Linked DNA regions of Mus musculus: all the other regions are linked to region 5. A link is a contact called in public HiCAR-type, HiChIP or PLAC-seq and promoter capture Hi-C data. All regions are on one chromosome and are shown on one strand. The core of a region is the stretch at or near the end of the contact, and the rest is flanking DNA. Distances in the headings are between cores, read along the strand shown.

Evidence for each region. Promoter capture Hi-C pulls out the DNA fragments that hold promoters and counts their contacts. HiCAR-type assays count read pairs that join an accessible place to other places. HiChIP or PLAC-seq counts read pairs in DNA pulled down with a chosen protein or histone mark.
Region 1: a HiCAR-type map of kidney shows a contact between it and region 5, with 4 times the contacts expected there. The contact joins the enhancer-like site here to the promoter of Lpp in region 5. A contact is called at or near these places in 6 of 39 promoter capture datasets (the C10 cell line, cranial neural crest, liver and 3 more), 1 of 484 Hi-C or Micro-C datasets (bone marrow-derived macrophages), 13 of 115 datasets of contacts at active chromatin or transcription factors (the 230-238 cell line, bone marrow-derived macrophages, embryonic forebrain and 9 more) and 1 of 9 other capture datasets (liver).
Region 2: a promoter capture Hi-C map of the SN4741 cell line shows a contact between it and region 5, with 2.6 times the contacts expected there. The contact joins the enhancer-like site here to the promoter of Lpp in region 5. A contact is called at or near these places in 10 of 39 promoter capture datasets (the 3T3-L1 cell line, 3T3-L1-derived adipocytes, the C10 cell line and 6 more), 4 of 484 Hi-C or Micro-C datasets (embryonic fibroblasts, muscle stem cells, stem cell-derived neural stem cells and 1 more), 6 of 115 datasets of contacts at active chromatin or transcription factors (the SCID.adh cell line, bone marrow-derived macrophages, craniofacial prominence and 3 more) and 2 of 9 other capture datasets (adipose tissue and embryonic stem cells).
Region 3: a contact with region 5 is called in an HNF4G HiChIP or PLAC-seq map of pancreatic cancer cells. The contact joins the enhancer-like site here to the promoter of Lpp in region 5. A contact is called at or near these places in 8 of 39 promoter capture datasets (the 3T3-L1 cell line, the C10 cell line, hematopoietic stem and progenitor cells and 3 more), 1 of 15 datasets of contacts at CTCF or cohesin (pro-B cells), 2 of 484 Hi-C or Micro-C datasets (cerebral cortex and liver), 11 of 115 datasets of contacts at active chromatin or transcription factors (cardiomyocytes, craniofacial prominence, embryonic hindbrain and 8 more) and 1 of 9 other capture datasets (embryonic stem cells).
Region 4: a contact with region 5 is called in a promoter capture Hi-C map of hippocampal neurons, with 3 times the contacts expected there. The contact joins the enhancer-like site here to the promoter of Lpp in region 5. A contact is called at or near these places in 14 of 39 promoter capture datasets (the 3T3-L1 cell line, 3T3-L1-derived adipocytes, the C10 cell line and 9 more), 3 of 15 datasets of contacts at CTCF or cohesin (CD8 T cells, large pre-B cells and pro-B cells), 3 of 484 Hi-C or Micro-C datasets (cerebral cortex, embryonic stem cells and liver), 15 of 115 datasets of contacts at active chromatin or transcription factors (the SCID.adh cell line, acute myeloid leukemia, bone marrow-derived macrophages and 10 more) and 4 of 9 other capture datasets (adipose tissue, embryonic stem cells, liver and 1 more).
Region 6: a contact with region 5 is called in a promoter capture Hi-C map of 3T3-L1-derived adipocytes, with 2.6 times the contacts expected there. The contact joins the enhancer-like site here to the promoter of Lpp in region 5. A contact is called at or near these places in 10 of 39 promoter capture datasets (the 3T3-L1 cell line, 3T3-L1-derived adipocytes, the C10 cell line and 5 more), 1 of 484 Hi-C or Micro-C datasets (bone marrow-derived macrophages), 10 of 115 datasets of contacts at active chromatin or transcription factors (the 230-238 cell line, CD8 T cells, the SCID.adh cell line and 5 more) and 1 of 9 other capture datasets (embryonic stem cells).
Region 7: a promoter capture Hi-C map of hippocampal neurons shows a contact between it and region 5, with 3 times the contacts expected there. The contact joins the enhancer-like site here to the promoter of Lpp in region 5. A contact is called at or near these places in 5 of 39 promoter capture datasets (hippocampal neurons, liver, pre-B cells and 1 more).

What each region holds. Positions count from the first base shown.
Region 1 is chr16:24,021,250-24,023,981 of GRCm38.p6, reverse strand. No RefSeq gene overlaps it. Among named protein-coding and RNA genes, the nearest start is that of Bcl6, 34 kb to the right of the region's middle. Within about 2 kb of position 1,466, at least 9 of the 459 cell types and tissues checked have an H3K27ac peak or open chromatin away from gene starts, as enhancers often do. A contact at or near this core is called in kidney and trophoblast stem cells, where this site is marked.
Region 2 is chr16:24,732,195-24,734,894 of GRCm38.p6, reverse strand. All of the region lies in intron 7 of Lpp (LIM domain containing preferred translocation partner in lipoma), which reads right to left. Among named protein-coding and RNA genes, the nearest start is that of Mir28a, 94 kb to the left of the region's middle. Within about 2 kb of position 1,399, at least 49 of the 459 cell types and tissues checked have an H3K27ac peak or open chromatin away from gene starts, as enhancers often do. A contact at or near this core is called in the SN4741 cell line, adipose tissue, embryonic fibroblasts and 1 more, where this site is marked.
Region 3 is chr16:24,800,130-24,802,829 of GRCm38.p6, reverse strand. All of the region lies in intron 8 of Lpp (LIM domain containing preferred translocation partner in lipoma), which reads right to left. Among named protein-coding and RNA genes, the nearest start is that of Mir28a, 26 kb to the left of the region's middle. Within about 2 kb of position 1,324, at least 3 of the 459 cell types and tissues checked have an H3K27ac peak or open chromatin away from gene starts, as enhancers often do. A contact at or near this core is called in pancreatic cancer cells, where this site is marked.
Region 4 is chr16:24,821,415-24,824,364 of GRCm38.p6, reverse strand. All of the region lies in intron 8 of Lpp (LIM domain containing preferred translocation partner in lipoma), which reads right to left. Among named protein-coding and RNA genes, the nearest start is that of Mir28a, 5.0 kb to the left of the region's middle. Within about 2 kb of position 1,309, at least 5 of the 459 cell types and tissues checked have an H3K27ac peak or open chromatin away from gene starts, as enhancers often do. A contact at or near this core is called in bone marrow-derived macrophages and hippocampal neurons, where this site is marked.
Region 5 is chr16:24,392,047-24,394,828 of GRCm38.p6, reverse strand. Lpp (LIM domain containing preferred translocation partner in lipoma) reads right to left here and starts at 1,479. Exons shown (of 13, transcript NM_178665.5): 1 at 1,225-1,479. It overlaps Lppos (LIM domain containing preferred translocation partner in lipoma, opposite strand), which reads left to right and starts at 1,174. Exons shown (of 2, transcript NR_037954.1): 1 at 1,174-1,475; 2 at 1,722-2,273.
Region 6 is chr16:24,851,262-24,853,991 of GRCm38.p6, reverse strand. All of the region lies in intron 9 of Lpp (LIM domain containing preferred translocation partner in lipoma), which reads right to left. Among named protein-coding and RNA genes, the nearest start is that of Mir28a, 25 kb to the right of the region's middle. Within about 2 kb of position 1,306, at least 5 of the 459 cell types and tissues checked have an H3K27ac peak or open chromatin away from gene starts, as enhancers often do. A contact at or near this core is called in 3T3-L1-derived adipocytes, where this site is marked.
Region 7 is chr16:23,897,012-23,899,711 of GRCm38.p6, reverse strand. No RefSeq gene overlaps it. Among named protein-coding and RNA genes, the nearest start is that of Sst, 7.5 kb to the right of the region's middle. Within about 2 kb of position 1,286, at least 58 of the 459 cell types and tissues checked have an H3K27ac peak or open chromatin away from gene starts, as enhancers often do. A contact at or near this core is called in hippocampal neurons, where this site is marked.

The DNA of each region.
Region 1 (2,732 bases), core at 217-2,716, 370 kb after region 5:
GTCCAGATAAGGATCATTTTCTGTCTGAGTAAACAACTGGGCAAGTATAGGGGCAATGGGACTGTGTCCATTGTGTACATCATCTTGGTTTATGGGTGTTATCATTATCAAGTGGTTTGGGCTGAGGCAGTCTGTGCTCTTCTTCAGCTAGACTGAAGTGCCTTTAGGTGTCAAAGATGGAGGCAGTAAGTGAGCTCTGGGAACAGAGTTCCTAGTCTCAGCTGGAGATTCAAATCTACACTGAATTGCTTCCCACTGAGTTTACACACTTCCCCAGACCAAGTCATCTCTTTTGCAAAATGAGTCACAAACCATTCCTGCCTAACCACCTCGTGCTGTAAAACGAGCAGTGTTAGCTCCTCAAAGTAGACCAGACCCTGGGTAAATTGTTCAGTAAGTGACTGAAAGCCATTATCCAGGGCCTTAACTGATTCCTGAAAAGATTAGTGGCCGTGTCTGGTAGGCAGTCTCGCCCAAATCTTCTCACGGGAGAACAAAGCTGGGGGATGAGGGAATCTAATTTTATGATTTTAGGGGCTACCCTTGGAGGTTTGTTGACTGATCTGCTGAGCCCCTTGCTATGTCTAAAATGTTGAACTTCAGATTTAGAGTCAGCCTGGATGTTATGAAGGTCTTGCCCTGAAAGTATCCCTGGAACACCAGTGAAGATCAGCCCTACACAAATCCACATCAACGCACACAGCAGGGAAGTATATTAGGAACAAGAGAACCTGGCATGAAGAGTTCTACATGGCCTTTGTCAATCATGCTGGGTCTCTTGACTTTTCTTTTCTCTTCTGGGGGTAGTTTAGGAATCAGGAGGTGATAGAATGAGACTAGGAGAGCCTTTTGCTTAGGAGCTTGGCCAAACGTGAGTTGTTGTGCAGCAATTCTTCTTCCTTTACTTCTCTACCCTTTGCCCTCTGCCTCCTCTTTCTCCTGACTCTATTCCTCTCTCCCTTTCTCTACTCCTCTTTGATGGGCTTTCTGCTGTCAGAGAGAGGCACTTCTGGGGCTGCTTTACTACCATCACTCCAGGGAGAGCACAGTTGCAAATCCAGGGATCCAACCTGTTCCCTTGCTGTCTCAAGGGCACGTGATGGCTCTAAGTTGCTGGTAGATTTAACTCTCGCCTGATTTAGACATGTCTTTCCAGTTTGTTGCAATAGAAAGGATGGAATCAAGGTGAACAATGACCTTTACTTCCGAAAGATATGCATATACCTCAGGACCAGGTTGTTTGTAAAGTAGGCAGTGTTTCAAGTCATTTAACACTAATGAGCTGAACTAGACATGCCCACAACTTCACCTCCCTTCACCTGTGCTCGCTGGCACTTATGACAGAATATTAAGAATGACAGGAAACTTAATTCATGACCCATTTTATTTCTTAGCTAGCAAACCTAGGCAGAAGGAGGGTCCAGTTACTGTGCAGCTAATTTAACAATTGATCTTGGACTTTGATCTTTAGGCCCCAATTTCATTCTTTTCAGTACTCCACGACTTACCAGATCCAAAGGGCTGGGCAGCCACAGGCTCGACATTGCTCCCATTTATCCTGCTTTCTCTTGAGCTTGGATTTCCCTCTTTGGACCTTCTCTCTGCTTCAATATTCAAACCTTCTTTCTGAGTCAGTTTCTAACAGCTGAGACTCTCCAGCCTCACGGCCTTCAAGGTCAAAGGCACTTTTGTATTTAGCTTAGTATCACCAATACACCATTTTGCCCTCCTCATAGCAAGTGCCATCTCCACAGGAATCATAAAGACTCACTGTTTCATTGTACAGACTAGTCACCCAAACTGGGAGAACTGTGTTATCTGCCCCAGGTCACACAGTTAGAAAACAATAGAGCGAAGATTTGGATCAGAGCTACTGAGTGCCATATTGCCTTAGCACCCCTCAGCACAGTTTGACCTTGGGAAGAGAACCCGGTGGTTGAAGTGCACCCAAGGGGTAATTGACTCTTGGCTCTTCCCTGGGGGTGGTGGCCCTGTGATCTTAGGCTCTGGAACATTTCTGCAAGCCTAACCACACACAAAGTGGTGAGAACTAGGGCAAGTCACTTCCCTCCCCCTCAGATCTGAGAAGTGATTACACCTCCCAAACAGTTGTGAAAACTATGGATTAAGAGGCATAAGGTTCAACCTTCAACCAGGGAGTCTGAAAGACAGGATAGCTAGCCAAAACCTTGCAAAAAAAATGACCACAACTCTTTTAATTTATATGTTAACTAGGATATTGTTTCCATTAGGCTTTTTCCCCTTTGTGAGCCCTTTCTTGATTTTCTTAAGATTGCTTTCAATTCATGTAATGTGTTCCAGTGAGTGTGTGCCACATGTGTACCAGTGTCTGTAGAAGCCAGAAGAGGACATAGGATCTCCATAAAGCTGGAATTCTAGGCAGTTGTGAATCATCTGATACAGATGCCAGGCACTACACTCAGGTCCTGTGGACAAGCAGGGAGGACTCTTACATTCTAATTCATCTCTCCAGCCTCCTGGAAGCCTTTGTAATACCTTGCCTAAATGGTCAGTCTATGAACAATAAATGCAGAAATAAATTTTGGAAATTACTGAAGTTTTATACCTGGCCTAACACCAAGGGTTTATTTATGGCTTATCATGTCATTATATCACTCCTTTAATCTAGACAAAAACATACTGTTGGCATATATTAACAAACATCTATTGAGCACATATCAGAGACTGACCTAAGTTTTCTGTTTCCCATC
Region 2 (2,700 bases), core at 150-2,649, 340 kb before region 5:
AAAAGCAGAATGTAAGAATAAGGCTAAGGAGAAGAGGCAACAGCCAACCCCACAAAGACTGAGAACAGGCAGTCACTCTTGGACAAGCAATGTTTCTCTTTCATCTCAGGTTGGAAGATCACCATTTTTTGCTTACTGTCCCTGGGACCAAACAGGAATTGGAGGCATCTAGATTTCATTAAAATCCAATCAACTGGCTTCAAGGAAGTGATGGTCTGGGAAGACCTGAATGAACCAGTTGTCAGCCAGCCTGCTGCTTTTAACACCCTACTGTGTGGACTTCTGTTTTCCTAGTCAGTCCACAGATATCCTTCACAGCTAATCCCAATACATACCTCAGGCTGGTTCTATTTCTTTGACAAAACCTCTGGGACATTATGAGGGCTTCTGTAGATCTTTGACTTTGGGTAGAAAACAAATCATAACAAATATACTGGTGTCCCAAGACTAATATGCTCTCCTACTACATTAACATTTTTCACCATGTAAGAAAAATAGGCCAGATATTTTTAAAGAACCATGACTTCCTCCTAAGAATGTAGGAATGTATCTCCCACCAGCTTCAACAAGGTGGGGGCATGAATCTCCAAGTGCCACAGAACAAAGGGGAGCAAGTTCAAAAACAAAATTCCTCCCCAAATCAGGCAAATTGTTTTGAACACACACACACACATTAACTTTATGAGTACATAGTGTTTATATATAATATATATATAATATATATTATATATACATATATATACATATATATATACATATATATATATATACACACACACACAGACACACACAAGAAATTTATTGAGAACAGTACTTTGTTTCAACAGCATCATTCTTCAGGACAGTATATCAGGACAGTGCTTAAAAAAAAAAACCCACAATTGTCATTTTCTAGCCAATGGCTACATAGTAGCACTATGGTTGACAAAAACTTTTAAAGCTAAGCACTTACCTCCTTCTGTTTTTTTTAAACTCCATAATATTTAGAATAATAAAATTAGATCCTGACTAATTGACATTTTTTTCCATTTTTTATTAATTGCTTTAGTTTTCCCAACTTTTTTTCTTGATCACAGACTCCTGACAAATATACTTTTTTTTTTTCCGCATTGAAATACTTACAAAGAGAGTAAAGGATTTAAGAGCGCGCTGTGACATCTTAGGGCTGAGACTGGTGAGAACCAGGTTTCAAATGCAGGCGTCCTACCTATTTTCCTCCTTTTGTTCTTTCCTCTACATATTTCTGCACAAAAAGGCTTAGAGTACATCCCCATCCACAGAAATATATTCCTTGTAAATACTTCAGGGATGCTTTTGGCATGGCTTAGAGACTGCTCAGGCCACAAGAATCCATGTAGGAATGCTGGTTAGCAGAGCCTGCCTTGTCTGCTTTTTGGTAATACTCAGTGAAGGCCAAGTGCCTATGAATCATGACAAAATTATTCTTACTCTCTTATCACCTCTCCCCCTTTGGTAAGTGATTGACTATTAGACACAGGAAGTGCATGTCACTGAATAAATTATGAAAAGTCAAGACTCCATCTGGGCTGGAACTGAGAGAGAGGGAAGATCATTCATGATAGTAATGGAAGCTTCAGTGAGCCCTGGAAGGAACATCTACTTAATCCCAAACATACCCCAATGCTGAACCTGTGCTGCAGGCATTGAAGGCTCAGGTAGCTGTGGTATACTCTGCTACACCGTGACCCACTACAAGTGGCTGCAGAGCTAGCCTGGACTGCTGCAGCATGGACTGATCAAAGCAGGTAAAGTGTATGAAGGGGCTGCAGGAGCTGTATTTAAATCTATCAGAAAGAGTCCCAGGAAGGAAATAAGTTAAAAAAAAAAAAAAAAAAACCTCACACCATAGACGATATTTAGAGAAAATGAGAAGAAAAAATAGCTTAAGGTACTGGTGAGCAACATCCCTGACTGAGAAGAAACAAGCCAAACCAGTAAAAGTGAAAGCATAATAGGAAAGGATGTGGGAAGAGAAGGGGATGGAGGGAGAGGGAGGGAGAGGGGGGAAGAGAGAAGGAAAAGAAGGGGAGGGGAAAGGAGCAGGAACTGTTATCTCTGGGGAAGTAGAAAGAACTATTTCCTCAAATGCTGACATTCATATTTAGAATCCTAACTATTCCTTTGTTTTAAACATACTAGGTCAAGGATTCATATATGCAAGGACAAACCACTTCCTTTAAAGCAAAAACCTCACCTTAGTTTTCAGCCTTACTATAGTTGAGATCTAGGTTTCACAGTGTCAGCTGTGAAAGATACAAGGGACTGATTTTCTAGAAAGAAAGGGGGAAAGAAAGAAAGAAAGAAAGAAAGAAAGAAAGAAAGAAAGAAAGAAAGAAAGAGGAGAGAGACAGAGAGAGTGAAGGGAGAGAGGGAAGAAGGGAAAGAGGGAGGGAGGGAGGGAGGGAGGGAGGGAAGCAAGGAGAAAGGGACAGGGGAGGGAAGGAAGAGTAGGAAGAAAGGAAGGAAGGAAGGAAGGAAGGAAGGAAGGAAGGAAGGAAGGAAGGAAGGCAGGAAGGCAGGCAGGCAGGCAGGCAGGCAGGCAGGAAAGAAGGAAGGAAGGAAGAGAAAAAGGAAGGAAGGAAAAGGAGGAGAGAGAGAGGAGTAGAGAGGTAAGGAGGCAGAGAGAGACCTGGGGAGAGAGGAAGGGAAAGACCTAGAGAGGAATAAAATTATAGTTTA
Region 3 (2,700 bases), core at 75-2,574, 410 kb before region 5:
GCTAACCAGTACCCCGGAGCTCTTGACTCTAGCTGCATATATATCAAAAGATGGCCTAGTCGGCCATCACTGGAAAGAGAGGCCCATTGGACTTGCAAACTTTATATGCCCCAGTACAGGGGAATACCAGGGCCAAAAAGGGGGAGTGGGTGGGCAGGGGAGTGGGGGTGGGTGGATATGGGGGACTTTTGGTATAGCATTGGAAATGTAAATGAGTTAAATACCTAATAAAAAATGGAAAAAAAAAAAAAGATGCAGTGGCCCACCCGCTTCAGAAGACTGCCAGCTTCCTGAAATGCTCTCATAGGATACAACAACTGCATTCTTGGTGAATGACTGGAAACTGTGGTAAACACTCTCAAACACACACACACACACACACACACACACACACACACACACACACACACACACACAGAGATACTTATTCACACATGAGAACTCTACTTTATATCAGAAAGGACATTCTATGATGCTTATTTTTGGGGCCTAAAATAAGTGAATGAAAAACTTAACAGAAATGCTGAAGTATATTATTGTGCTTTGATTTTTAACCACTTAACAATTCCTACAGTCATTGTACATATGTATAAAAGGGCACTAAGTACTTAAAAGGAGCTTGTGAGCAAGAGAATTAAACAATAGACAAATATTTGCCCTATACACTTGACTGCATGTACACATTAGAAAATGATGCTGATTTGGAAAAGAGTGAAAGCTTCCTTAAAGAACTGTGACAAGCATCTCAGGTTCTCTTTTCATATGCAAATGCAGAACCAATAAATACATTGTTGGGGGAAATCATCTGAATAAGAATGATAATCCGGTCCAGAGGACTGTGAGCCACACTCATGAGCAGGTGAGGATGTCACAAAAGCAAAATGAAGCCAGCTGCATAGAGATGAGGTATATCTCTTCACTTCATTAGTTTTAAAAGACATAATCAATACAATCAATAATATGCTTATGCCTATGATAAGGAACAGAGAAATTAAAAGGGAATCAATGAAGACTAAGGGGGAAAAGAACATTAAAGTTAAAAAGATTCTATCAGCTTTCCAGCACTGGAATTGTGCGCAGGAGAAGGTGTTTGTATGGCACAAGATCCAAACCACAAGCAAAACACATTGCATAAAATCAAAGTAAAATAATCTTGTCAGACATTGATCTGTGTAATGAGTTTCTGTGAGAAGTGTTGCCAGACTGTAAAAGTGAACAGGGATTTGAAGTAATCTCGAAGAACTGATCAGCGAGAACCGGTGTGTCTCTTCTACTGGGGCCCCAAGCCACTAGTTTGCCAGCTTGCCTGATAAGACTTTTACTATACAAATATACTTTGGAACACACCCAAAGAAACATTCCTGAAATAAATGAATGGCAGAGAACTATACTAAAGTCACCCTGGTTCCTTTTCTTGTAAATGTGTGAGCTATACATCTACACAGATAGCTGTGTGTAACACTAGGATCCTATCTTAAAGATGCAAGACTTCAAATCAGACAGCATGTGAAGGTTGCTTTGCTAGAAAGCAGTGCAGGCTTTATGGCTACTGGCTGTGACTACGTTCTCCATCTATGATAACATATTCCAGGCAATATACTTCATGATCATAAAGACCTCGTGAAAGAGGCATTCGACATATATAACCAGTACAATGCTATAGAAAGAACTTTGAGTGATATAGAATACATTATTTTATACCATAAGCAGCTTAATAGGCGATAACTGCTATTGTTAGACATTAAGCATCTAGTTTATATTTGGACATGCAAAGCAGAAATGCACAGTAGACTGCCAGCTCTGTGGTTACTAAGAACACCTGTATTTCCTGAAAGAACACAAATCTCCAAATTGTTCCATCATTATTTCACTAAATCCTCTTGCAACTTTCAAACCTAAGTGCTATGTGAAAATAGGGCCCCAGGGGATTACCAAGTGACTCTTTTGTCTTCAGCGTTACACAGGTGACCTCAAATACTAGTTCATCAGTCCAGCAATAGAGCAAGCAGAAAGGATCACAATGTCACCATCTTCCAGCATCGTGAGAATGGAACATGATCGCTGGCTAATATAGCATTTCCTAAGTTGAGAGGATACAGGGGTTGGCATAAGAAATACTCTTTATAGGTTCATGTGTTTGAAATATGTGGGACCAGATGGTGGCACTGCATTCAGAGATTATTCAACAGTGGCACTGCATTGGGAGATTATCGAACTCTAGGAGAAGGAACCTAGCTGAAGAAAGGTCCTCATTGGGGGTGCATTTTGCAGGTTTTGTCTTTTCTATCTGTGTCCTTTGTGCTGATGAAATGTGACCAACTAGCTTCTTGTTATTGCCACTGTGCCACATCATTTGTGAATGAGTGATATTAATACTCTGAAATTCTTTCTTCATTACTAAGTTGCTTTTGGTCATGATATTTTATGACAGTAATAGAAAAGTAACTGAGGAGATGGGGAATAGGGGGTGAATTGGGATCAGATGTGGGGAGGGGCAGGAGGGATGGCCAGATGGTCATGTGAATGAATGGAAATCTGCAGCTGACAGGGGTGGGGAGGTAGGAGATATTGCTAGGAAAAGGACAGAGACTTGGGATGAGAAAGGCACCCAAGAATCAACAGGTGTGACCTTAGCTGTGGCTCACAGCACTGGGGTTATGGAACCTGAAGAGGCCACCTCCAATAGCCAGGCAGGAACTC
Region 4 (2,950 bases), core at 60-2,559, 430 kb before region 5:
TTAGAGAGACCTGGTGAAAAGAAAGGAAATTGTGTTTTCCTTTCAGTGTTGTATAATTTTGATTTCATATTAACATGCCTCAGGGAATAAAATATGTATTTACATAAAAATTCTGGTAACGGCATTTTGAAAAGTAATTAAATGAAACACCAGATTCTAGCTGCTAAGGGCTCCATCTCTAATGCTAGGGATATGATAAGACCTAGGCTGTCTACCCTTCCAAACATTTTTATTCACAAGCTTCCAGTGAGAGGCCCAGCTCACCTACTCACTACATCTTCTGGATCTTACTTAGCATTGTACTGGCTAGAATAACTACAAGGACAAGGTTAGTGTGCTCAAAAATGTCAAAACCTATGCTTTCTTCTTTTCTGCTCATCTTTGACTTCCAACAATGTCCAATGGTGAATTTAGCAACTAGGCTCCAAAGTTTTACAAGCCAAATAGGTAAATTTTTAATAACCTGCTGTTCATATTAAGTGTGCTGGATGGAAATTTAGGAGTAAGGTTCAAACTTTTCAAAGCTTGAAAAGTATACAGATTTATCTGGTAGAAGACTGTTTATTGATATAAAAATCAAATCTGTCTAGGATACTGCTTATATTACTCTACATTGTTTGCTTTTGTGATATAGTCCTGTTTTGTAACTCATAATGTTCCTGACCTCTGGATCCTGCTGTGTGGGATTTCAGACATTCACCACTACACCCCAAATTATGATTCTGATGGTATAATACCTATGTATCTAGGAGTATAAAACCAAGACTGTAGAATATATTATTTAACAAGTTAGTTTGGTCAAAAAAAAAATTCTAGGACAAAGGCTCAAAATTCCCATGACAAGTGGAGGATGGGCTTCTTGTAGATGAAGAGATACAGCCTGAAGCTAACCAACTTATCTTATCTTGACAACTTCAAGCCAAGGGTCCCTTGAACAATGTCACAGCTGACTGGGAATGGTGTGCAGGGAGGTTTCCAGGTCCATGTTCACACTGTAATTGTAATGTCTCTGCATTTAAAAATTAAGATTTCTTGATACACAGCCCAACTATGTATGCACTTACATTGGCTTTATCAAAGTGCCTATAAATATATACATAAGTAGAGTCACAAATGCAAGTGTCTTGCTCTACACTCTCAGGCCTAACTCTGTAAGTATTCACACTCTGAACATATTTCAAGGCTGTTCCCTGCATTTGCAGTCTTGTGATTCACTTCTAGATTAGGAAATAATCAGGGTGTATAGTCAAAAACTCAGGCAGGAAGGCAGATGGACACAGCAGCCCTTACAAACTGTTTCCCTAGGATACCAGGCAGAAGCAGGATCTTAACCAAGTATGGAACTGGCAGCCGGAATTTGGAAATAGAAACTGAGCTGGGGACTGGTGGGAAACCCCAATAATCCATCTTCCAAATGATGTACAGGAGATGACATCTGAGTAGGGGGCATGCTTTGTGGGGTGGAGTTCAGTAAGTCTTAGAGAACAAGTGTTTCCCCAAATGATAATTTCAGTAAAAAGAACCACACACAGCTTCCAGCAAGTCTTCGTAGCCATTTATGAGAAACGAAAAGAGAAAGAAATAAGTCTACATGGAGAAACCATGTCCAAGGCCTGACTCATGGTCAAATGCAGAACCAGACTTGTGAATCTGCATAGACTAGACATCCCATTACCTTATTACCATCTGTCTACCCCGAGCACCAAAATAGGCTTTTACAGAGTTCCTGGGCTACTCACTGCATTTCCACAGACTTTGAAACATCCTACAGAACTTAAGATCTCTTTTGTACAATTTTCAGTGACTCACCCTACCCACATGCACTTTAGATTAAAAGCTAATGTTACTTTTCTCTTGTATTTTATCAGATTATTTTAACATTCCCTATGAAAGACAGAGACAGGGAGATGGGCAAGGAGACAGACTCTGGTCAGGAGGGATCTATGAGTGCAGGTGCTCATAAAATCCAGTAGAGGGCGTCAGATCTCCTTGGGAATGCAGTTCTGGCAGTTATGAGCTATCAACCCTGGGTGCTAGGAACCAACTCACATCTCCTTCAAGAGCAGTGAGATCTCAACTGCTGAGCCACGTAGGACATCATTTGTTCCCCACAGCAATCCTTTTAAAGATTTTTCAATTGTGTGTGTGTGTCTGTCTGTCTGTCTGAATATGGGAATATGGGAAATGAATATAGTTCCCTTGTATTTTACTGTGATCTCAGGGCACTGTGTGCCTTTTTCTCATTTACAAAGATGTGTTAAAGAACACAAGAGATAGTTTCCCAAGAAGAGAAAGTGACTGTGCAAACACCTACACTATGCGGCCAATTTCAGTGTAAGGGTTCGTGTGTTCTAGGCACAGGGCTTAAGGCCGCCCTTCCCTGGCTGTGGTGTTTGTGTCACCTCTCTCCAGTGCTGAACCTTGGCTCCCATCTCAGTAAGAATGGTATTCCATTAGGGTCTCGTGGCGATTAGTGACATGCTGTAATATTCAATACAACTTAGTCATCAATAAAGGCTTTACTCTGCTTCCTGCCATGAGCTACAATCAGGACGGAAGCAAACTTCTACTAGTACCAGGCTCTCGTCTACATTAGATGGGTCAGCTTTCTCTCTTCCCACAGTCTTTACACTTGCTGACATCCCAATAACAAATGTCATGTGGGTGCCTGGTCCAGCAGAAGCTATAAAAGACACCAGAGCATGGAGAACCTGAGGAGGAATTAAGAAGCCTCGGAAAGTGTGAAGTGAGGGATGTATGGTATGCATTTGTGTGCACTGACACATGCCCATCAGGAAGAGTGGGTAAAAGAAAGCCCTATTCCCTGAAAGTCACACCAACCGCATTACCCTTGGATTGAAAAGTCAGTGATTTCCTGCATATGCATCACGCATTTAAATTTGGAAGCAATTTTTCCTCGTGAGATAGTTCATGCATTGCTATTAATATA
Region 5 (2,782 bases), core at 230-2,729:
TTTGCAAAGGGAGTGTATAGAAACAGGAGAGTCCCAGAAAGGATCCGCGGAGAGCTCTTGCCAGGCCTTCCTTGTGGGGGAGGGGAAGCAGTGGACCCCCTTCCTAAAGAGAAAGAAGGCCAGAAACAGTTTACACTGCCCTGTCCAAGTACCCAAGCCACAACTCCACTGACACGGTCTCCTGTCATACTCCCACCCCAAGCCACGAACACAATTCCACCCACGCCCACTCCCCACCCTTATTTAGCCTTCTCTGGTCTGCAGCTGCCTCCCTGACACGAAAGGCCTCGCCTTTTTTACTTAAGAAAACTCCCTATCCTTCAAAGGAGTCAATCACAGGCCCCTCTGGGATTTCGGGTCCGGCCATGGAGGCCAAAATAAGAAAAGTCCTTCCGCGAACTCCCATAAAAAAACCTGATCTTTGCGTTCTCTCCAGGATTTGGCCCTTCCTACTTTGAGTCAGGTTAGGCTCCTGCGTTCCAGTGAGCGCTCCCAGAGGGCAAAGTTTGGCCTCTGTAACCTACAGTGCTTAAAAGCAGTGGAGACTCCACAACCGCTTACAAAAAGATAAATTAATTAATAAATTTTTTAAAAAATTTTAAAAAGGCAGCAGGGGAGCAGAGGTCCGGAGCCACCGATCTTAACCTGGCTCCACCTTCCAGGGATGACTTCCAGGAAAGCCTGCCTCTCTTTGCCTCGCCTGCCCTGACTGTAAAATGGGAAGACTCCGAGTCACTGGGTCCCTAGGCCCTTTCCGCGGTGACAACTGGGATTCCACGAAAGCTCGAAGCCACCGGGCGCGGCCCCGCCCCCTGGGCACCCAGAAAGGCCCGGGCCGGGGGCGCGCTGGGGACTCCCGCATCCGCCCCTCCCCCACGGCGTGCACCCCCGCTTCCCGGCCGGGGACCCGCACTTCCGCGGCGGGCGGGGCGGAGCAGGGCGCCCCGCGCTCCCCACCACCCTCAGCGGCCCGTCCCCCGGGGGGTCGGGGGGTCGAGCGGCGCCCGCGGGCCGAGGCTGCGGGAGGAAGCCTTCGCTACGATACCTGGGGGAGGAGGTGGACCGGGCAGCGGCGGCCGCGACGGCTGGAGGCGGAGGCTCGGGCGGAGGAGGAGGTGCCGGGCACTCCCCCTCCCATTGTCCCGGCCCGGCCCGCGGCCCGCAGCGGCCCGCTCCGCCCGGCCCGCGTCCTCCCCGGTGCCCGGCCCCGCTGCCGGCCCTTACCTTGCAGCGGCCGGCTCTCCCCCGCCGCTAACGCTACTTATCCCGGGAAAGCTCGAGCGGGCCCCGGGAGCGAACCCACAGACAAAAAGTGAAACTTCAGCAGCAGGCCGGGAGTGGCTGCTGGTTGGTGCTCTCCCCCTCCTTCCTCCCCACCCCCTCCCCGCGGTCTCCCGTGCGGTGCCCTGAGCGCTGGAGGCTGACGTCAGGGGCCTGAATTCCTGACTTTGCCTGCACGCATTTGTCCATGTAAGGTATGGGGAGGCGTGTGCCCGCGGGCCGCCGCACTAGCCGGACGGGGAGGGGGCGCGGGGGGCAGCGGCGGCTCGAGGTGGGTGACCCTGGGCAATGCACTTCCTGGAGGAGGGGACGCGGGGGGAGGAGGGGGTACAGGGAGCATGGGAAGAGGAAGGAAAAGAGGGATCTGCCTCCACTGGAGGAAGAGGAAGGAGATGCAGGAGGAAGTCGAGAAACCGGCACAACTCGGGTCTGTTCTGCAGACGACAGATTGGAAAGCTGAGCTTGAGCAAAGAGATCCTGCCATGGAACACCCCACCCCCCACCCTAAGAGCCTCGTCGGAGCCCCGCCCAGGACTCCAGCAGGACTCAGAAGTCCGGGATGGTAGAGAGCAACTTCAGTTCCCTTCGCACAGGAGAGCTCCGAAGCTGGGACCTGACCCAGTCCTGCCCCGTGGAGAGGAGCCAGTATTCTACTCTTAGCTGGGTTTCCGCCTCCAGGCACGACCCGGCCTCTAACTGTGAGCTTAGACCCAAGTTAGAGCTAGGCAGATGACTTGACCCACTGAAGTGACTAACCCCAGTTCCTGGAAGGTTGTGGTTGACAAGCCTTGAGAAACAATGGCAATCGAGTGCTTCAGGGCAACTTCCTGTCCTTTGTTCAAAGACAAGAACCTTTGGAGTTTAACTTTTGCTTCCCAACCCTGCCCTGCCGGAAAACCAACCAGAAAGCTTGCTCTGTTCTTACAGCTTAAAAAAAGAAAATACACGAACTGGGTGAACTGGTTTGAATAAAGACAAGCCTGTTCTTGGAAGGTTGGGTTTGGATATTTTGTGTTTGATATTTGTAAAAGTGAGCAACGATGAGAACCCCTTTTACTAGGTTAAGATTCCGGCTAGGAGACACTGGAAGCCCTCTGGCCCTCAGTAGTGAACGCTTTTCATCCCGGCACAAGAGAGGTTTACATAGACACTGTCACAAACTAACCAAAAACACAGATTTGGGTGTGGGTGTGTGGGTGGGGGTGTGGGTGTTTCTATCCTGTATCCTTTGCTTTACCCCAGTCTCCCAAACAACTTCAACCCATGCTAATAACACAACCACCCATTCTGGTCTTTGATTGGGTTGGGTAGGATCTAAGGAAAATACCATAACATGACCTGCACAACACAGCTGTCTGAGCATGCCCCTGACCTTCCCACTCTCAAGCCACCTTCCACCACCGTGGGCCCTCACCTTCTACAGCCTAACTCAGTCATGCAGACAGAAAAAGTACACCAGGGACTTCAGGGGTGGGGACGCTCCAACGTGCCTCTTCTCCGG
Region 6 (2,730 bases), core at 57-2,556, 460 kb before region 5:
TAACATGTTCTCAGTTAACATATAAGAATACATCCTAAGGACAGCACAAAAAGTCAAATGGCAGCAGGGGCACAGAGAAAAAGACCCATCTTATGCTTGGATTACTTGCCTCCAAATCAAGGGCTCATTCCTCTGTGCCATCCATCAAATGATGACTTGTTCTTTTTTATGACAGTGCTGTATCATTTACATTAAATACCAATGTCACATTGATGGTCAGCAATATTAGTATCTCTTATTTATGCCAAGTACCATTAGTGACACTGACCCCAGAAGCCCTTAAGTAAGTGTATGGCATCAGTGCTGTGCTTTGTCATAGTCTACAACCCTATTTTAATCTGATTCCTTGGCACTTGATCTTTCGATGCAGTGATCTTCCTCATAAACCCCAGGGAACGGGGTTGGGGTGGGTAGCTCAAAATGAGCATAACTGGTCTTGGAAACTGACTTGTGTTACATTGGAACTCTGAAGCAAACAACTTTGTTCTACATTAAAGCCTTTGACAGAGGAGGATTTAACAAATGCCTCTCCTCTTTGGTCACTAATGTACCTAATTTCCATGATCTCCGGAGGTACACAGAACAATGATTGGTGGTTAGTAGGTGCTCAATAAATATTTGTAGATGAATGAACCTGCTTAATTAAAAACACAATAGAATTACTAAGCATAACTCTACAGATGTTCAAACAATAGCTTGATGGTAAATTAATTGTCTTCCAACAATCCTGATGTCACTTCAACATCTGCAAGAAGATCATCATCTCTGTGCTTTAGGGGACAGGCAGGGGGAAAGGTCAGGTTGTAGAGAGGAAGGGCGAATTGTAGGGGAAAGGCAGCTGTGTTCTCATTAAAAGATGGCTGGGATGTAAGGTCAGAAAATGCATAATTAGCATTGTAGCTTCAGGACTCAGCTTTACGTTCATGTCAATACAAGACTGTGTATGGTCTAGGAAGTAAGACGTTGTTATGCCATACATAATGGCCCACCAGTGCTTTCTTCCTTCAGAATTCCAATTGCTTCCATGGCTTATCATCAAAGGATGTTGAATTATGAAGTAGGAGTATCTTTACTTTCTTCATAATTCTGATAAAATGGATGCTGCTAACTGTAATCCCGTGAGTAGATTTATGTTGTTTCTATCAAGTCCATATAAAATGGCAGTTTTGGATGGTGGTTCATGGCATTGGAGGGAGCTACTTTAAGGATGACCTTTTTAGAACAGTTGCTATAGACAGCCTATGTACAAATGGGGACATACTTCTTTCAATTTGATTCCCTGTCTTCTGACCCAATTCTTTTGCAACAGGAAGAAATTACAGAGGCAAGAATCTCTTGTGGGAGCCAAAGGTTACAGAGGAAACAGTATAAAGTAAAATACGATATAGTACTTTAGGAATAAAATCTCAACTATGTAAGCTTTCAATCTACCGATTTCCTCCTGGATTTCACAGAAGACACATGGAAATGAGATCAAGTCCAAGGTTGTCAGCCCAATTTTAACCTCACTGAATGTAGCAACAACATCTCAACTCTACTCACATATTCTCCTGTGCCTTTATGTGATTAAAAAGAAAGAAATGATAAAATTTGGGTTATAATTCACGGCTGTGTCACTAAGTGCCTTGTGACCCTGAGGTGGGGGAGTGAGATGAATTTCCTCTTCTCCCCATCTGTAGCAGGTCCTTAGGCATAGGTACCTTGCATGACTAACATTTTATGATTCAAAGGTGATAAAAAAAAATGAGTGGAAGAATACCCCTACTCTGCAGCAACTGCCAACCTATCATTCTCATTTCTCACTTGCCAACCCATAAAGGATGGGGCACTACCGTGAAGTAAGCACTACCCTTGCATCTATACACTTGTGAGGAAGAAGGACACAAAAGGTACAGCCAGGTATTTGTAAAGGGTGAGATAGAGGCAATGATATATTTTTGTATTTGAAAATTAAGAAGATCAGGACAATGTGCATATATAGATACCAGCAAGTTATTAATTCATTATTTATAATGGCAAATGCATTCTTATTGAGTATAGCAATGGTGTATCCAGATCAAGTTTGCAAAAACATCAATTCCAATGTGCTTCTTAACCTTTGGATGGCCCCTTCCCCATTTCTACCACCAGTTTGTTTTTTATTAAGTGTGTGTGTGTGTATGTCTGTGTGTGTGTGTGTGTGTGTGTGTGTGTGTGAGAGAGAGAGAGAGAGAGAGAGAGAGTGAGAGAGTACAAGATATGCAGGTACACATGTGAAGATCAGAAGAGGCTATCAGGTGACACCCTTTATTTCTGTCTTACTCCCATGGAACATGGAAGTTGCTATTTTTCAGTAGGCTGGAAGGCAACAAACCACAGCAATTCTCCAGTCTCTACTTTTGCACACCCACCCAGCCCTGGGGTTACAACCATGTACAGTGTGACCAGAATTTTGCATGGTTGCTAGGGGTCAAAACTTAGATCCTCATGTCTATACAGCAGGCACTAGCACTAACCTAGCCATTTCTGTAGCTTTAATTTCTACTCTTTATTTAGAAAGAAAAAAAAAGTTCTATCTACAGTTTTCAAATCAGTCTCAGTTGTATGACCTTGGATGAATGATTTGAGCTTTAATTTTCTAGAAAATGAAAAACTATTTCACAAAACTTCTAGGACTACATTTAAAAAAACCCTATGAATCTTAGGTTTCAAATCAATGTTTTAATAGCATACTGGCTGAGTTTACTAAAA
Region 7 (2,700 bases), core at 37-2,536, 490 kb after region 5:
AGAGAGCACTTGGAGGTCTGAGCTTGGCTCTAGGAATGCAGTGGAGGTGGGCCGGAATCATGATCCCAGTGTAGTGTAGATCTTACACAGCTCTCTGGGCCGCTCTGAGCCAGGGGGAAAGCAGAGAGCTAGGCTTAGTGTTTGTATTCCCCACGGCTGCCATTATGTACCACAAAGTTAGAGAGGTTAGGATGGAGACACGAATTTGAGGAGAAGGGTACTACTCAGTTTACTACAGCCAGTAAACTGCGTTTCGGTAAGCAGAGAGCCAGGGAGCTCTGTGATGAGCTTGTCCTAAAAGGGTGGAAGAGAAGAGGTCAGAACCAGGTCCCAAAGTGGTGGACTGGCTGCTGCCAGAGACCCCATCAGGACTGAGTAGCTGCAGGGGAAGCTTTGAGCCTGGAACTCCAGTGGCCCAGCTTTCTGCAGTGTGGGGGATTCAGCCCCCGCAGTCACACATTTCTTCATTGAAGATTAAACTGGAAGCATCCTAATCCATTGTAAATGCTTAAAAGAAGCTATTTGAGAACTATATGCTAGCGAGCACTAGCGAGAGAGGGTTGCAGGTCAGGAAGGGTCCTTGGTTCTTAGGATGGGGCAAGACTGCGAGCTCTGAAAGCGCCGGTTAGGCAGTGGAAAGAAGAGCCACAAGGGGGCGCGCCCAATACACAAGATCCCTTTCCCTCCTCCAGAGATGTGAGCTCTGTGGATCTCAAGGTGAGAAGGCAGCAGCTTCTTCGAAATGTGTCATTGACTGTAAACAGGTCTGTACTGGAGCGTTCAAACCTAATGCAGGAGGAGACTGAGTTCCAGAACGATCGATTACCTTTTAAGTTTGTTCTCCTTTCCAGTTCTCGTTCTTAGGAAACTTTCTGGCATCAATTAGGCGGCATTCCTGAAGGACATGTGCTTCTTCTGTCTTGGCCGTCCCTGTGCAAAGAGCCCTAAACCTATTTGGGAAGGCCAGAGGGAATAACACTGCATTTAGAAATGGTTGGTTGTCCCTTTTAGTAATCTTTTTATTTCATGGTTCAGTGAAAAAGAAAATTCGCGTTATTGGTTAAACCTTGTTTGGCTGCCTAGCACAGACTATGACTCGAAGTGTTCAAAAACTGCAAGTTTGAAGGAAGAATTGATGTTGCGTGTTTCTGTGTGCCTCCTGCATCGAGCACCTTGCCTATGACATTGAGAACGTTTTAAAGTGAAACAATGAAGAAAACCTGCCCTGGGCTTTTAAGACGGCTGTCTGCTATCGGTGGAGCCAGCAGAGGGCAGAGGAGCTCAGTTTAACAGTTGGATCCTCTCCTCTGAGAGCAGCCCGAGACAGCACAGCAGGTCTGGCTGGATTTATGAGATTAGGAAACACCCAAAAGGACACAGACACAGCAGGAAAGCCTGGAGGAGCAATTTCCACATCTCTGCCCGTTAATCACCAAAGCTTCTCCCATCGGGTAATACCCTTGTCAGGAAACTAGGCTCTGCTCTAGGCAGCTGTGGGTCCGCAGAGAAAAGAACGGGAGCTACCATGAGCGCATCTTGGTCCTCGACCACTCGGGAAGGGAGCCAAGGATGAGTGCAGTACTTGTCACCAGGAAAGACTGCAGAGCCCAGTGATATCAGGTTCTGAATAGCGAAAGCCAGGCAGCCCCCAGAGGCTTGCTTGGTTTCAGTTTTCCTGTATGTAAATCGAGGTGCTTTTTAAGGCTCTGGTCTATAGGCTAGGGCACATTTCTGACCCCATCCCTGCCTCTGCCCTCAACTCTTAGAGAAAGAAGTATTGAGAAATCCAATGAGCAGGCACTCTGGACTCACAAAGTCACACCCATGAGAGAAAGGGAGAAAGAGCAGAGATGTGATGGAGAGAGGAAGAGACAAGGAGATTCAGGAAAGCAGCAAGCAAGCTGGGAGAAGAGATTGCCAGGGAAAACAGCAAGGAGGCAGAGGTGGCCATGAAGAGGAGGAAAGCACAGGGAGGAAAAGACAAACATGGATGAGAGAAGGGAGCAAGCAGAGGAAGACAGCCCAGCCGGGCAGGGGACAGGGCTGGGCAGTGGCCTGTGACCACAGATTTCCAGGGTGGCGAAATCCCCGCTTGATGACAAGCTTTGAATGCGAGCCAGACTTATATCAGGGCTGCCACTGTGGTGCCCAGACAGTCCCCTCGTGAAGCCAAGATCAAGAATCAGGCTCAGATTTGAATGTGAGAAAGCTAAAGCTGATTTAATTGGGCCCTTTGTGTTCATATGGCTTCTATCAGTCTGTCTCAGTGTGGAGGACTCCAAATCACGGTGAGGATGTTGTCTGGCAACTGTGCGGAGGAGGAGGAGGAGGAGGAGGAGGAGGAGGAGGAGGAGGAGGAGGAGGAAGCAGTGATACCTAGTGGGATTCTTCAGACCCACTGATGGAAGGCTCTGGCTAAGACTATTCCTCCTTGCTGACTGCACTGGGAAAATTCTTGGAATACCTCAGTGTTAAGCCTCTGAAAGTAGCAAGGCAGGTGGGAAGGCTCTACCACATGTCAGGGAGACACAGACCTTGGCTTGGTTTCATTCCACAGGGACGTCTTGAGCAGACCTGAGAGAAACAAGTGAAGGTTTCCAGAGGGACCAGTGAGCCCACAAAGAGAAGCTCCGTAGATGACAGGCAAGGAGATCTCTTCCTGGCCCCTCCCTCTAAGAGGATGGGTTGGATGAAGTAGCA